Linked DNA regions of Mus musculus: region 2 is linked to region 1. Evidence: chromatin contacts called from public HiChIP or PLAC-seq data. All regions are on one chromosome and are shown on one strand. Each heading gives the region's core, a stretch centred on a gene start, on an enhancer-like site or on the middle of the called end of the contact. The rest is flanking DNA. Distances are from core to core; before and after follow the strand shown. Region 1 holds the start of Trim45 (tripartite motif-containing 45). Region 2 overlaps Igsf3 (immunoglobulin superfamily, member 3).

Region 1 (7,204 bases), core at 1,377-3,876:
GTGCTCTCGGTGCTCCCCAACTACACAGTCCCGACACACCGGCCGGTCACAGAGTTCACAGAACAGCCTCAGCTCCTCTGCAGGGTGAGAAGGACATAGGATGGGCTTTCCAACCTGGCTGTAGCCTTTCAGGTCTTTTAGGTCCACCATGGTGTGATATGTCGTCTTCTTCTGTCGCCTGGAAAGAAGCAGTTGGGGACAGGAAGTGAGGAAACAACTCTAGAGGGGGACAGTTTGGCAAAGAGGTTCTAGGGGTTAGATTTGAGTCACACTCCTCAGAATGTATTAAAAAAAAAAAACTACAGGATCCTTTTTGCTTCATTATTTCTCTACACGGTGAAGCACATGCCTATCTGAGTGTTGTTATTTAGGACACAATACATAAATACTTGAATTTGGCATGGGATACATCTTCAAAGGTGCAGTGCTGAGACTATATTCTGAGAGACTTTTCACTCGAGGTAATCTGGTAAGTTTAGACAAGAGTCACAGCCCACTTCCTAAAGCAGGGTGGAAGGCTAACACCAAGTGGTAAACCAAGCCAGATGGATCTATATAGCAACGAAAGCAGCCAGCTGGCTCCTGCAAACTCTCATGTTTAATTAACATTTTTGTAAAGCAGTTCCCTTGGCCAGTGACTACATCGCATCCACTGGCAGGCCAGAATTCTCCTTAAGAGTCATCCGCATTAGTAGAAAGCGAAATCAATAGGTACTAAGTTCTCTTGGATCCCTCCTTCCTATAGATTTCTAAGGGACTCAGGGAAATCTCTAGGGAAAGGCAGGGACTGCTCACAGAGTTCCCTGGCAACATCCCATCAACCTGAAGTGTGTATGCCTGTTCTGCTACTAGTGCAGATGCAGAGAAAACGGTCAGCTGTTGAGCTGGCAACAAGACAGTCATAGGGATAATCACAAAGTTACAAATAGAGAGCTAAGACAACTGTTCTGTTGGTAAGGCCAGAAAACAAGGGGAGGCCAGAACTCAGAGAGAGAGAGAGAGAAAAAAAAGCCAGTTCTAGATTAACCCAAAACCTTGTTTAGTTTTGTATTCTGATGCACTAGAGTGGGATGGAAGAGAAAATGGGACAAAGACTAGCATCTAACAAGCTATTCCGTGACTGTGATAAAAGGCAAAACACCCCAATTACCAGCCTGCTGTCCAGGTCAGAGGTCTGAGTTAAGGCACAGTCAATGGACACCTACACTGAGGTGACCTGTTTAGTAAAAAGAGCAAAGAAGAAGGAACTAGGTCTGAACTGAGGATTCGGTTCAGTTACATGATTACCAGCTGTGGGACTTGGGCGAAACACAAACCACTGCTGGGCTTCCATCTCCTCATTTACTAAAGAGGGGTGAAGTAGCACCCACCTTTCGGTAAGAGTTACAATGATCAGATGAGATCAAGCGCAGGGTGTATGCTAGCACAGTAATCCTCTCTCCAGCACACGGTCCGTTTTCAATAGATTAAACAATTGGTGATAGAAGAAAACTCAAGGTGCTCTATAAACCGAAACCTGCCCTGCTTTTGTTACTACAGCTATCAGGTCAGCGGTGCTAACCTCCGTTCTAGAGCTTGCGATCTGTTTGCACAGTGTTCTTTGCACTTTGACAGTGTCTGCGAAAGCCTTCTTTTTGACCTGCTCACCAAAGGGATCTGTGTCTTGCTTTCTTTGCACTCTACTCTTACGCCACAATAAACGGGGTACTCCCTCTTTACCTATGAGCCTGGCAGCAGAAGTGGCAGAGATTGGCTTTGCAGGTCTGACACCTCTTCTCTACTTCTCTGTCGCTGCACAGGTCACACACCAGGCCCTGGCCTTCCCCACGCAGGTTCTCCAGCAGCACATCATTCATGGCCAGGTGGTCTACCGTTAAAGCCTTCACTCCACCCAAGGGCAGGTCCACTTGAGCATCACATACCGGACAGAGGATGCCGATCTGTGGCTGCAGGCTACATAACTCGGGGTCCTGGAATACTGACCCCTCAGAGCTTGTATCTGAGTCACCCCCACGGATGTCCACTACTGAGAATGGATCCAGCTTTTCCAGACACGTGGTGCACACTGTGTGCAAGCAAGGCAAGAGCCTGGGGACTTTGAAAAGCCTCAGACATGTAGGACAATGAGTCTTGCCTGAGCTTCCAGACGCGTTCGCATCTTGGAGTTTGTGCACGAAACCCAGAAGCGGCTTCCTGATTTCTGACATCTTCCCCACGTATGTACCCAGTATCACAAAAGGCCCTGCGCAGTCCTCTAATGCAGGTTAGATTTACTCAAAGACAGAGTTCCAAGATCTTGAACACTGACCATGAGGACTCTCGTGTTGCCAAGTAAAAGGACAACCAGAAAGAGAACGCCTCTGAGGAACCATCCACAGATCTCCGGATTTGTGGTTTGGCCCTTCCTTTCCACTGCATCCCACACCAGTCACAGCCACACCCTCCTGGATCACCCACATCGTCCTCCTCGCAAGCGCTTCTAGAGCTAGTCCCCAGCTAATTCTGCCACCACCACCCTGACCCCAGCATTTCTTGTCCTCCAAGGTCACCCTCCCTCCCGCCCCCACCACGCCACAAGCGCGCCCTCCGGGCGATGAGGTAGTGGGTCCTCGGGCTCTCCCAGAGTGAGGGGCCAGGGGCAGCCGCCTCTCTGGTTTGCCTAGGAGGCCCTAGAGCCGTCGCCCCGCCTCACACCAATCCCAGACCAGGATTCTCCGAAGAATCCAATCACCGTCCGAAAGGGGCGGGCCTCGCAGTTCGGAGCCATGTCGTCCTCCAGAGTGACATCACTGTCATCCAATAAGTTCAGCAAGGTCCACATCCTCGCCGGCCACTCGCGCGGCGAAAGGAGAGGGAGCAAGGGAGGGCCTCGTGCAGAACCGGGAGGAGGAGTCTGGGAGTGAGCGGCGTAATGTGGTTGGCGTCACGAATGTGAGCTCCTGCCGCCGGAGAGGCCTCTGGATCGTTGAAAAGCCTGCGCTGAGGCTCCACCCCAAACTCAGATAGGGTTCTCCCATTGGTGCGTGGTACTGTCAGTCGGCCGAGGTGTAGCCCGAAGCATTCTGGAAGTTGTAGGCAGGCTCTCGGTTGCAGAGGCTATAGCGAATCAGCGGCCACCGGGTCAGTTTCCTTTCTGGGTTTTCCAAGTATTTTTTCTGCCCTGGAATCTCTTACGTACAGCGTGCTCGGAACCAGAACCCTCTCAGCTGGCTAGCTTCTGGCATTTTCCAGGGCAAGGGTACCTCCGTGTCTGGTTCCAGAACTAAACTTAACTGAAAAGTTTAGAACTGCTGCTCCGCGGAGCTCCACTGAGTTTCCCGGGTGGAAGCTGCTTTGAATCATTCAAGACCAAGACCGGAGAGACACACCTCACCAGAATTCTACAGTAACAGAAGTTGTCAGGGTTGCGGGGGGTGGCCTACAGAGCAAGTTTGGCATTTGTTTTTACAATCAAGGGGAGCTCCTGGTTGGTCACAATGGGGCAGTGGAGGATGTCACTGGGACAAGTCCCTTGTAGGTCCGACTAGTTAAAAAGTTGGGCACACCTGGTCCCTGAGCATAATTATTTCTTTGACGCCTTAAAGAATTTGCCAAGAGTCTCAGATTCATTCATTTGGAGACTGTTTCCTACACATGGGGTCTAAGGCACTGACTGATCTCTGAATCCAAAAATTGTAATAGCATGGCTCCGTAGTTGCTATCTGTTCCCATTCTTCAGATGCGTAAGCCTCTGTCTATCTCACTGTTTTCCTTTACAGTCTTCCATATATGATTTCAACCCATGCATCACTGTTTCAGGGACCTCTTTATTAGAGATGTCATAGTATAGGCATAGCTGTCGAAGCCTATGCTTTTACGAAGTATGGGCCTTCGGTGGAAAGAGCCCCAAACTATGAAAAGATGAAATTAAAAGAAAAAAAAAGAATTATCTGACTCTTCGTAAAATATGTTAAAGTAGAGATGTAGCTCACTGATCCAGTATTTGCTTAGTATGTTGAGACTCTGGGTTCTGTCTGTGGTACACGTGTGAACACAGACACCACACACACACACACACACACACACACACACACACACACACACACACAGGTCTGATTTGGTCTTTATTGTGAGGGTCTCGAGAGCTGGTTCTAACTTTAGCATAAGTAAAAACGTTATCTGCTAATGAATGGCTCAAAAGCCATTTTTACATAACAGTCACATGACCTCCCAGTGTAAGGAGTCGGCAAAGGTCTTAAAAGTGAAAGTGGTCCTTACCCAGACTTCTCCAGCCTTTCTCTCCTGCGCTGCCCTGGCCGAGTCCCCTCGCTTCACCGCAGTATGCTGAAGCAAATTCCAAAAGCGGTGTGGACTTGGCTTTGCTATATAGTGTTGCTCTGAACCTGCCCTCCTCTGTGCTTAGCCATGCTTTGTCTTATCTCTTATTCATGCCATATATTATATTTCCCATAGGGTGTATTCTGACTTCTCTGTTGGAGGAGTGCTGTATAATTTATATGCATTATCTCATTTAATCTCCCAACAGCTTATAATAGAGCTGCCTGGGAGGGGTCGAGTGGTCAACCCAAGCTAGCATCTGGGATGGGAACAACAGTCTTAAGATGTCATGCCTAAGATTCTGCCCAGTCCCCTCTGTCCTTCCCTTTCTCAGCTTCTTGCACATCAAATCCCTACCTGCCTTCCATGGAGAGAGAAGATGGGGCTATCTGGAGAACATCTTTCCGTTCTACTTAAAAGTCTATGCATCTTCTCTCCTTTCTCACGCCATTGATTGCTGGTTTTCTCCCAACCTCTTCTGCCTCTCCTTATTTTGCTAACACTTTTCAGTGAGTCCTTTACACATTCTTTCTCCCGAGGACTGTGATGAAGTCCTGAAAGAAAACTCACCCTCCCTTGATCCAGTTCCCCTCAACTTAATTAGCGCTGGTGGCTCTCACCACTGTGGTTCTTAAACTTTGTGCTAGTCTCATCACCGATGTTTTGTTCTTTCTCTTTGGTGTGTAGAGAATGAGTGACAACATTCCTGGACTTTTCTCAGTACTCAGCCACGTTAGTGTTTGCCCTTGCTGTGTCCCAGGGTGGTTTCGTGGCTCCTTTGTTGGCCCCCACTGTATTTCCTCTTAAAGAGCTGAGTCCCCAATTTATATTTCCAGTTCTGACTAACCCCTCCCCAGAGCTTTTGTCATAAATGTCTGTTATAGCTCTGCTCCAGGACGTTGCCTTCGCCTAACCCCATCTTCAGTGACTCGAGGCTTCTCTCTTCATTGCATTCTGTGCTCTTAGTCTTCTGGTTTCACTCTCCCAAGGGGAAGCTCACTCTCCCAACCTGAGATCTTATCATCTTCTTGGCTTCCTTTCTTGTTTTCCACATCCAGGCAGGCATCAGTTTCTTTCCATCCGCATTGCCAACACCTTAGTGCATAGAAATTTTAAGATGGTACAAGACCTTATCACTCTCTCAAGTACCACAATAGTCTCTGGATTATGGTTGACTTCCTTTTGTGAAATAGCTAATTTGATCTTCCAGGTTAATTGTAAAACCACATTAAGCCTTCATTCTAAAACGTTTCCCTTACAGACATATAAACCCGGACTTTTAGGTAATCCCTGAAGTTTGACAAGCACCTTTCTTGCTCTTTGTCAGTTTGTCCTGCCTTTATTTTTAAAACTTCTCCTTCTTTCTGTGGCAGGAGACCTTTCTGTTACCTCCCCAGAATCTTGCTGTTGTTTCTAAGCTCCAGCTTGTATTCTAATGGCTTCCTTGTGAGTTTGGAGATTTAGCACAGTGATATGATTTGATACTGAGCACCCCTCAAAAAAAAAAAAAACACTAAAGGAAATCAATCTTCTGCCTATATTATTTATGTTGCGATATTTGTCTACCTTATAGTATTGTTTTATTATGTTTGTGTACATATTTATATAGACTTATGTATAGATTGTGTATATTGTGTGTAGATATGGCATACAAATATATGTTTTCTGTCTCTCTGTTAAGATAAAGGAAACCAGCTGGGCGTGGTGGCGCACGCCTGTAATCCCAGCACTCGGGAGGCAGAGGCAGGCAGATTTCTGAGTTTGAGGCCAGCCTGGTCTACAAAGTGAGTTCCAGGACAGCCTACAGGGCTACACAGAGAAACCCTGTCTCGAAAACAAGAAGAAGAAGAAGAAGAAGAAGAAGAAGAAGAAGAAGAAGAAGAAGAAGAAGAAGAAGAAGAAGAAGAAGAAGAAGAAGAAGAAGAAGAAGAAGAAGAAAAAGTAAACCATTGGCAACCAACCCAGTGCCTGCATAGTAGGCATTTGATAAAGACATGTTAATAGGGAGGCAGAAACTGGTTATCTCAAATAATGAGAAAACTTAACAAGACCATGTTCAACCACGAATTTTGTGGATACACGATATGGGTTGAGACCATATGGCTAAGATGTACTAACTGTATTCCTTTGTCAGAGCTGATTCATTTCTTGCTCCATGATTACGCATCGCTTCTCCTACTGGGGACTCCAGACATCAAATAGTCACAGGGAAGTACAAAAGCCACAGGGGCAGAAGAGCAGAACTTCTGGAAGTGGCCAGGTCCATACAGTAGCTAAAGATTTCAGCCCACTCCTAATGCCCAAGGCAGGAACAGTACTGAGGGCAGGAGAGCCAGGAAGGGAGGATGCTCTATCGGGAGGTCAGGAAGGCTGGCTCTGATGCTGTGTGATCCGTCCAGCAGATAGAAAGGCTCTGGTGGACTTACCCTTTCACCACCGTCATATCTGTCCCCATCAGTCACTATCCCTTTCCGCCTTGATTGCTCCTGACACCTCTAGTCTAAATGTCCAATCCCATCCCAACTTGTGCCTCATCCCCTCCTAACTATGAATCTTTCTCACACTCACACTTCAGTTTCACCTTCTGTCTGTGCTCCTCAGCCGCCCTTTCCTCTTCTTTTTAGCTAAGGTTCTGGAGAAGACCAGTGTGGCTTGAATGGAGTGTCTCCCATAGCTTCATTGTCTGACCACTCAGTCCTAGTTGGTGGTGTTGTGTGGGGAGGATTGTCAACTTTTCGTTGGTAGAGACTCGCTGGAGGAAAAGGCCCTCTGTGGCTGGGTGGGGTGCTTTGAGATTTTTCTAGCTGCCCGAATTCCACTGTGCTCTCTGCTTCTTGACTTGCCCAGATGTGAGCAAGCTGCCTCCTACCCCTGCCAGTGCTGAGAG
Region 2 (7,204 bases), core at 3,338-5,837, 520 kb before region 1:
GATGTGTACAATACACACAGGACACATGAAGGAAGAGGGTGGACAGTGCAGTGAAGGCCACCCTACAAGAATTCAGAAGCCATGTTAATTTAAGAGCAGAAGGTGTGAGGGGCACAGCCTTTCTATACTAGGGATGAAATAAGCAGGTTTGTCATGTATTGTTCTGGGGGCTGGAGCTCCGGGAGGAAGCAAGCCAGGGCTGCCAACCGCAGGACTGAGGTTTGCAGATCAATCAGCTCTCGGTCCTGGATGTCACCTGCACTTTGGAGGCCTCAGCTGCCCTCGGAAGCTCACTGAAGATGTTCCCATGAGAGAGGGGACAATGGTGCTGAGCCTCGTGAGTATCAGGACCAAAGCAGGTCCAGTAACAGGCCTTCAGGGCACCAGAGTTTACAGTTGACGCACCTGCAACCATACTCACGTTATCTCTGTGGCAGTCTGTGTGTGCGCCTCAGTGCGTGCATGCATGTGGGGTGCAGTGTGTGTGTGTGTGTGTGTGTGTGTGTGTGTGTGTGTGTGTGTACAGAGCTCTCCAAGCCCTAGAGTTTGTAAGAAACCCATGACGGCCACACCTTCCATTCTTGTGTGGGGTGCAGTGTGTGTGTGTGTGTGTGTGTGTGTGTGTGTGTGTGTGTGTGTGTGTGTACAGAGCTCTCCAAGCCCTAGAGTTTGTAAGAAACCCATGACGGCCACACCTTCCATTCTTACCTGGCTGCTTCACAGTGACCTCTGTGCGCCCTGAAACCTCCTCGGCCAGCTTGTACCAGGCATAGTTGGGACTCAGCAGCCACTCCTCCACGTGGCAGTAGTAGCTACCGCTGTCGCTGACCTCGGCTCGCTGCACAGTGAGGCTGAACAGGCCCCCCGACACATGCCTCTCGAACTGCAGCCGGCCTCGCAGGCCCTCCTCCTCGGCGTAGGTCCCGTACTCGAAGGCCGAGCTGTGCGTGGTTTTGAGGATGAGCTTGCCGTCCGCGTCCGAGGGTTTGTGAACATACCACAGCACGGCGAAGTGCGAGTTCGGGCTGGTCTGGGACTTGACTGAGCAGTTCAGCTGAATTGCCCGGTTTTCCACCAGGGTGAGCGTTCTCTTCGACTTGCTCACCTGGAGCTTTGTCACTGTGAAGGGAAGGAGTGACATAAGAGGTCTAGGCTGAAGACTCGAGCTGTCCAGCAGGGAACAGAGCGTGAATGAGCATGCCCCAAAACCTCTCCCCCAGTGTTAGATAACCACACCAACTGGCCTGCTGTCACATCCCATGCCCTGTCCACTCTCCCTGTGCCACTGCCCGCACCCAGTCAAGACACCAATCTGCCCAGAGCTTGACCTTGTTTAAAATGCTCAACGGCTCCCCACTGTCTGTGCAATCTAAATAAGAATTCATTTGGACAGCAAGAAGCCCCTCAGAGCCTGGCCCTTGCTCAACTGTCTTGGCTCATCTCCTAGGACTTGCCCTCTGCTCCTCTGCTCCCCCGACCTACACACTTTACCCTGAACCCTGGCCACAGTCCCCATTGTTCTGTCTTCTCTGCCAGACCCTGCTCTCCACTCAATCTCTGTCCGTCTCCCATTCCTCCCTTGGTGCTCTCTGACACCTGGCTCCTCCCTGTCTCTCCTCTCCCTTAGACCCCGAGCTCCCAGGAACAGAGATGAAGCTTTTCCATGCAGGCAGCTGATATTTCCCATCATCCCCTGCTCAGGGGGACACCCTGAGAGTGGGACAGCTGCAGCCTCAGAGTGCTCACTGCCAGTGGACTTTCTCACTCCTATTCTGCAGAGCCTAGCCCAGTGCCCAGGCTTTGGAAAGCAGCAAAGGTCCCCCTCGGTGTTTGCTCCGATATGGAGATGTGGGAGCAGGCAGGTACAGGAGGCCAGTCCAGGTCCTGAAGCAATGAGGGCAGTGATGGACAGAGCAGAGCCAGCACCAGCTCCCTCCCCTTACTATCACAGTCCAGAAGCAACAGGGATGGCCAACTCCAGATAATAATAATAGAGAGCAAATTCCATAGGCTGCCGGTCTTGTAACAGAGCAGATGCTCATCTTTGAGTTGCCAAGAAGCCAAACCCAAGTAAAATGCATGTTGTTGGAGATTACTGGAGAATCTTCCTCTATATATCATTATACTTCCCTGTGTTCCCTACTAACCAGAGAAGAAAGGAGAAGGCAATTCTCTTAATGAGCTGGTATTGAGAACAGCAGTCCACCCCCGCCCCCTCTCTTCATATCTTAATTCTGAGCCACCTTGCCAGCTGAGGAAAACCCAGGGTATGGTACAGGTCCCATAGCGAGGGCTTCTGCCAATTGGTGGAGCCCACCTCCAGGCCCTGCTGAGAGCCCTTGCTTCCTTAAGACTGGATGGAGTCTGCCTCTGGAATGTGCAGAAACTATCCAGGTGTGTGACTGGGCCCCCCGGTTGTGTCCTGAGATTCTGGCCAGTTAGCTGGCCTGCTTTGTTAAAGGCTTGCAGGGCTGAGACCCATGTGTAAGGAAGAAGAGCATTTGACAGCCACAGACTGCTCCTCGGTGTGCCCAGTAGCACACAGACGAACGTTCAGGATGGTTTTAAAGCTTTAGCGAGAAGGCATAACAGGGTCCCACAGTCAACACCACTACTACAAAAGCACCTCTGAGGACCTGTCTCGTGTTGCTGAGGCAGACTTTCCCCTCATGGAGGACTTCAGAATTCACACACAAGACCTCCAGCCACAGAGAACACATCACATCAGATCAGCCACGGCCCATGCTCCATTTCCATCTGTTGGTACCAGCCAGTCTCTCCACTTTCCCTCTTCTTTAACCACAAGGACTGTCAGGGCACACTGGGAATCCTAGAGGCTGGACTGGCCCTGGCCTGCTGGTCAGCTTTCCTGAGTGGACTCCTGTGAGCCTGAAGCTACCTGTTCCCTTTTCATCCTGTTCCAACCCAATGCTCCACCTGCAAACGGGATCTCAGTCAGTCCAGACGGCACCTCCTGAATCATCTGGTGCTCGGCCAGATGAACTGGGTTGTTCTGTGTAGAGTAGAAAGAGCTTTAAAATGTATTATTAATTGGGGCCAGATTATTTTTTGCAACTGTTACTAAGGAAACCTCAATTGCTATAGTAACTGCATATGTTAAACTGGGATGCTATGACTCAACTTCTACTCAGTCACATGGTTAAAGAGCCACAAGCCAAGGAGGAGAAATATTTCAAAGCATTTCCAGTTTCTTCTTCTTCTATCTCTTTTTTAGCCATCCCATGTCAAAATATTATGAAGTATTGGGAAGCCTGAGAGAGAGATACTTTTGAAATCTGACATGTAGGCAGGGGGTCAGCTCTTACTATAAGCTCTGCATGTCCTCTCCTTTGGGGGGGGGGGGGAGTGTGGTAAGGGAAGACACACCCGGAAGCCAGGGGGAGGCAGGAGGCCCCACAGCTCATTAGGAAGCACTCACAAGCCTGTCTCAGCATTGCCCTGGGCAAGGTACATCTGCGAGCTTCGGCTCCCTCCCCCTTAGGAGAACCTGGACTTTCCGAAAGACCAGTGTTTTCATCTGCAAACCAGAACGGCAAAGTGTGGATCTAATGCACCCAGAGTGCCCTGCAGACCAAATGCATTAGCTCCAGAGGAGTTTAGTGGGAGGCCGAGTGGACCCTGAACAACAGTTAGTTTTAGCTCTCCTCAATCCCTTTTGGTTTGTATTTGTGGTTCCGAGTTCAAAACTCACAGTAGGTGAGACATTGACAAACATAGTGGCAACTCAATTTCTTCCTTTTTCTTTTCTTTTTTCTTTTTGTTTTTCAAGACAGGGTTTCTCTGTGTAACAATCCCTGGATGTCCTAGACTTGCTTTGTAGACCAGGCTGGCCTTGAACTCACAGAGACGTGTCTGCCTCTGCCTCCCGAGTGTTCATACCTGACACAACTAAAGTTTTTATAATTGTTTTATTTACTTTATATCCAATCACAGCCGCCCCCCCCCCAACTTTTTAAAAGTATTGTAGACAGAGCCATCAAGATGGCTCAGAGGATAAGGTGTTTGCTGCCATGCCTGGAGACCTGAGTTCAAATCACAGGGACCCAAGGAAGGAGAAAGCTGACTCCCAACAGTTGTCCTCTAACCTCCACGTGTGTGCTATGTCACATACCGACTTCCTCCATACATGCATACATACACAGAATAAATAAATCAAATAGAATAAAATATATTCTAGGTCAGCAGAAACAGCTCAGTGGTTAAGAGCACTGGCTGTTCTTCCAGAAGGTCTAAGTTCAATTGCCAGCAGCCACATGGAGGCTCACAACTGTCTGTAACTCCAGGTCCAGGGTATCCAATAAATACCCTCTTCTGACACCAGACACACAAAGTATACAGACATACATGCAAGCAAAACACCCATATACATAAAGTATTAATAAAAAAAAATCCTAAGCAGTATGGATCAGCAGCATGAGACCCACTGGGTGAATTTCTTAGAGACAGACTCTCAGACCTACTGCATCACAATCTCAATAGAACAAGGTCAATGGAGATCCAGACTTGCCTTCCGCCAGGGAAGCCCTGGGTGTGGCTGCTCAGCACACAAACTTGGAGAGTCAATGAATGCAGAGGAGAAAGTAAGCAAAGATACACAAAGGTAGGCTTGGTGAATCCCTCCCTCGTACAGCAGGAGGCAGGAGGAGGGCCAGGCAGGCTAGACGGCAATGCTGGCCCGTACAGTCCATGGACACTGCAGCATCTGCCTTCTCAGAAGCTCCCATCATTTGAGGGGATGCCCTTTCTTGCTGCAGCTGGACAGTTAGTTCTCTGCCCAGGCTTTGGATCAAAGCTAAGACAGTCAGTCAGTCTGGTAAAGGCTGCTCTGCTATGAGGCAGAAGTGGGCTACATGGAGGAAAGACAGTGGAATGAGGGGCTCAGCGGCAGAGAGCAGCAGCTGCTTCCCTAGCCCACCTACCCACCCTCTGGATGGGTTCATGTGTGCACTGCTCATGCAGAAGGCACTTACTCTTTCAGTAAATGAATCTCCTTAAACTCAGCCATAACTGCCTTACATCAAAGGCCACTTTTAAAAGGACTCCTCGTTTTGCAAATGCCTGGGCAAAAGAACTATGAACCAATCATTGCTAATCACATTAACTAATAGGTGATTGAATTAAAAACCCAATTAATCTTTTAAAAGAGGGGTCATTAATTCCGACTGTGATAAAAGAGAGAGAACCTTGCAAAAAGCTGTGATCCCTGAGCTGGGCTCTGAAAAATGAATGAGCTGGGGTCCAACAGATGAAGAACAAAAGGAAGAGATCACCCAGAGCAGGCAACAAGGCCAGATTCTCAGGTGTGGTGGATGATGTCAGAAAGGGAAGTGGCCAAGACTGGGGGCGGGACCAGTTCTTGACTCTGCCCACTGTGGCTCTTAGGGAATATTTGGTGGATGGCACAGCTACCTGGCAAGTTAGAATTATACTGGGTGAGAAATGGGGGTAAGAGATGACTCCCAGTGACCTGTGGGTTTGAGAGCCTGCAGGCTCTTGTGTGTGGTGGATTCAATGCAAGAGAGCAAGGGAAGAGCAGAAGAGAGTCAAGGAGAGATCAGGAAAGAATGAAGAGAAGGAAGGGAGACTCTTTTTCAAACATCTAACGGGAATGTCAGGGATGGAGGAAGCCAGTGGCTGGGGCAGATAAGATCTTTCAAGTTCAAGGAATCAGGTCAACCAGAAGATTAGGGGACAATGGGGAGCTCTGGGGACACCCCTCACTCAAAATGCACACATATACATGCATGTACACTCTGGGAAGCAAGCAGAAAAATGTACCCATCACTCATGAAGTCACTGCACTTGAAGTGCCCATGTTCCTGTTCTTCTCCCTCTACATGGCCAGGACCTACCTACCCAGTCCCTAATAAGCTCTTCCCCAGACCGCAGCCTGAAGACAAGTCTTCCAGCCTCTGTCTAGCCAAGGAGATCTTTCTAAAGGGCAAGCAAGAGGGTGGTCACTTCCAAGCTGAGAGCCTGTCCCTGGGACATCTGTTCTCCCTCCACAGGGCAGACAATGCCCCCATCCCTGTCCCCCTCAAATACAATCCTACATCATCACAGGAACCCGGAGGCACAAGGTCTTTTGATTTTTACATTGGTTTAGGGAGTAGGAGGTAGGTAGTGTCTCAAATCCTTTCCAATAAAGCTTTGTCCTGTGTCCTCTGTGACTTTCAAATAACCTTCATGAGAATTGTGCCTTTGAGCCTGGAGTCTACTTCGCTTTTCTAGTAAACACAGCACCCATTTTTCTTTTCTTCTTCTTCCTGTTTTTAATATATAGGGCCAACCATTAGAGACCTTGTCTTTATCTTCTTCAGCCACTCTTCGGAATGGCTGTCACTCTGCAGTTGAGGGCAGCAGTCACAGCCCTTCCAGCCGGCCATGACTGAGTCCCTTGTCACTATCCTAGCCAGGTGTGGTGGCACACGCCTATAATTCTAGAGCTTGGGAGTCTGAGGCAGGGGGACTGTGGGTTTGAGGCCAACAAAACCAAATGAAAATAAAAAACCAAAAAGTGCCCCAGGGGGGTGGGAGAGCTGATGGTGTTTAAAGATTATGTGACTAGAAATGTTGCATTCGGTTTTATTTAATTTCAGGATAGTAAATACACACTGAAATTTAATCTGCCATTTAAAACTGAGTGCACAAGACTGGAGAGGCAGCTCAGCACCTGAGAGTGTGAATTGCTCGTGCAGAGGTGTTCAGTTCTCAGCAAGGGTCAGGCAGCTCACAACCACCCCAGTTCCAGTCTGATGCCATCCTCTAGACTCTCCAAGTACCTGCATTCCTATGTGCACACACACAGACATACATGCATAGCTAAAAATAGAAAGAAATACTTTTTAAAAAGGTATATTAGCCTCACATGACCAAAGCCCAATTCCCCAGGTTAGGGTGCTCTGTCTTATCTTCTACCATAAGCGCTTCACACATATTAACTATATGCTCCTCACTACTCCTATCAAGTAAATATTACTCCCAATTTCAGAATGATTCTTTCTCAGTCACAGAGCCAGTGATCTGGTAGACTTGGACTCCCACCAGGCCATGTGGCTCACCCTCACCTTTAACAAAAATGAACCGGGGCCCTCCTGGCTCACACACATCCATTCCCGGTGTTGGTTCAACCTCCATTCTGGAAGGTCTAACCCTTTTCCCATCCACAGTCCACGGTGAAGTC

The links. HiChIP or PLAC-seq counts read pairs in DNA pulled down with a chosen protein or histone mark.
Region 2: a contact with region 1 is called in an H3K27ac HiChIP or PLAC-seq map of embryonic stem cells, with 2.6 times the contacts expected there. The contact joins the enhancer-like site here to the promoter of Trim45 in region 1. A contact is called at or near these places in 6 of 115 datasets of contacts at active chromatin or transcription factors (astrocytes, double positive thymocytes, embryonic brain and 3 more) and 1 of 9 other capture datasets (embryonic stem cells).

What each region holds. Positions count from the first base shown.
Region 1 is chr3:100,917,915-100,925,118 of GRCm38.p6, reverse strand. Trim45 (tripartite motif-containing 45) reads right to left here and starts at 2,626. Exons shown (of 6, transcript NM_194343.2): 1 at 1,720-2,626; 2 at 1-178. The coding sequence starts at 2,207.
Region 2 is chr3:101,444,799-101,452,002 of GRCm38.p6, reverse strand. Igsf3 (immunoglobulin superfamily, member 3) reads right to left here. Exons shown (of 11, transcript NM_207205.2): 8 at 709-1,119. Among named protein-coding and RNA genes, the nearest start is that of Gm40109, 59 kb to the left of the region's middle. Within about 2 kb of position 4,587, at least 35 of the 459 cell types and tissues checked have an H3K27ac peak or open chromatin away from gene starts, as enhancers often do. A contact at or near this core is called in embryonic stem cells, where this site is marked.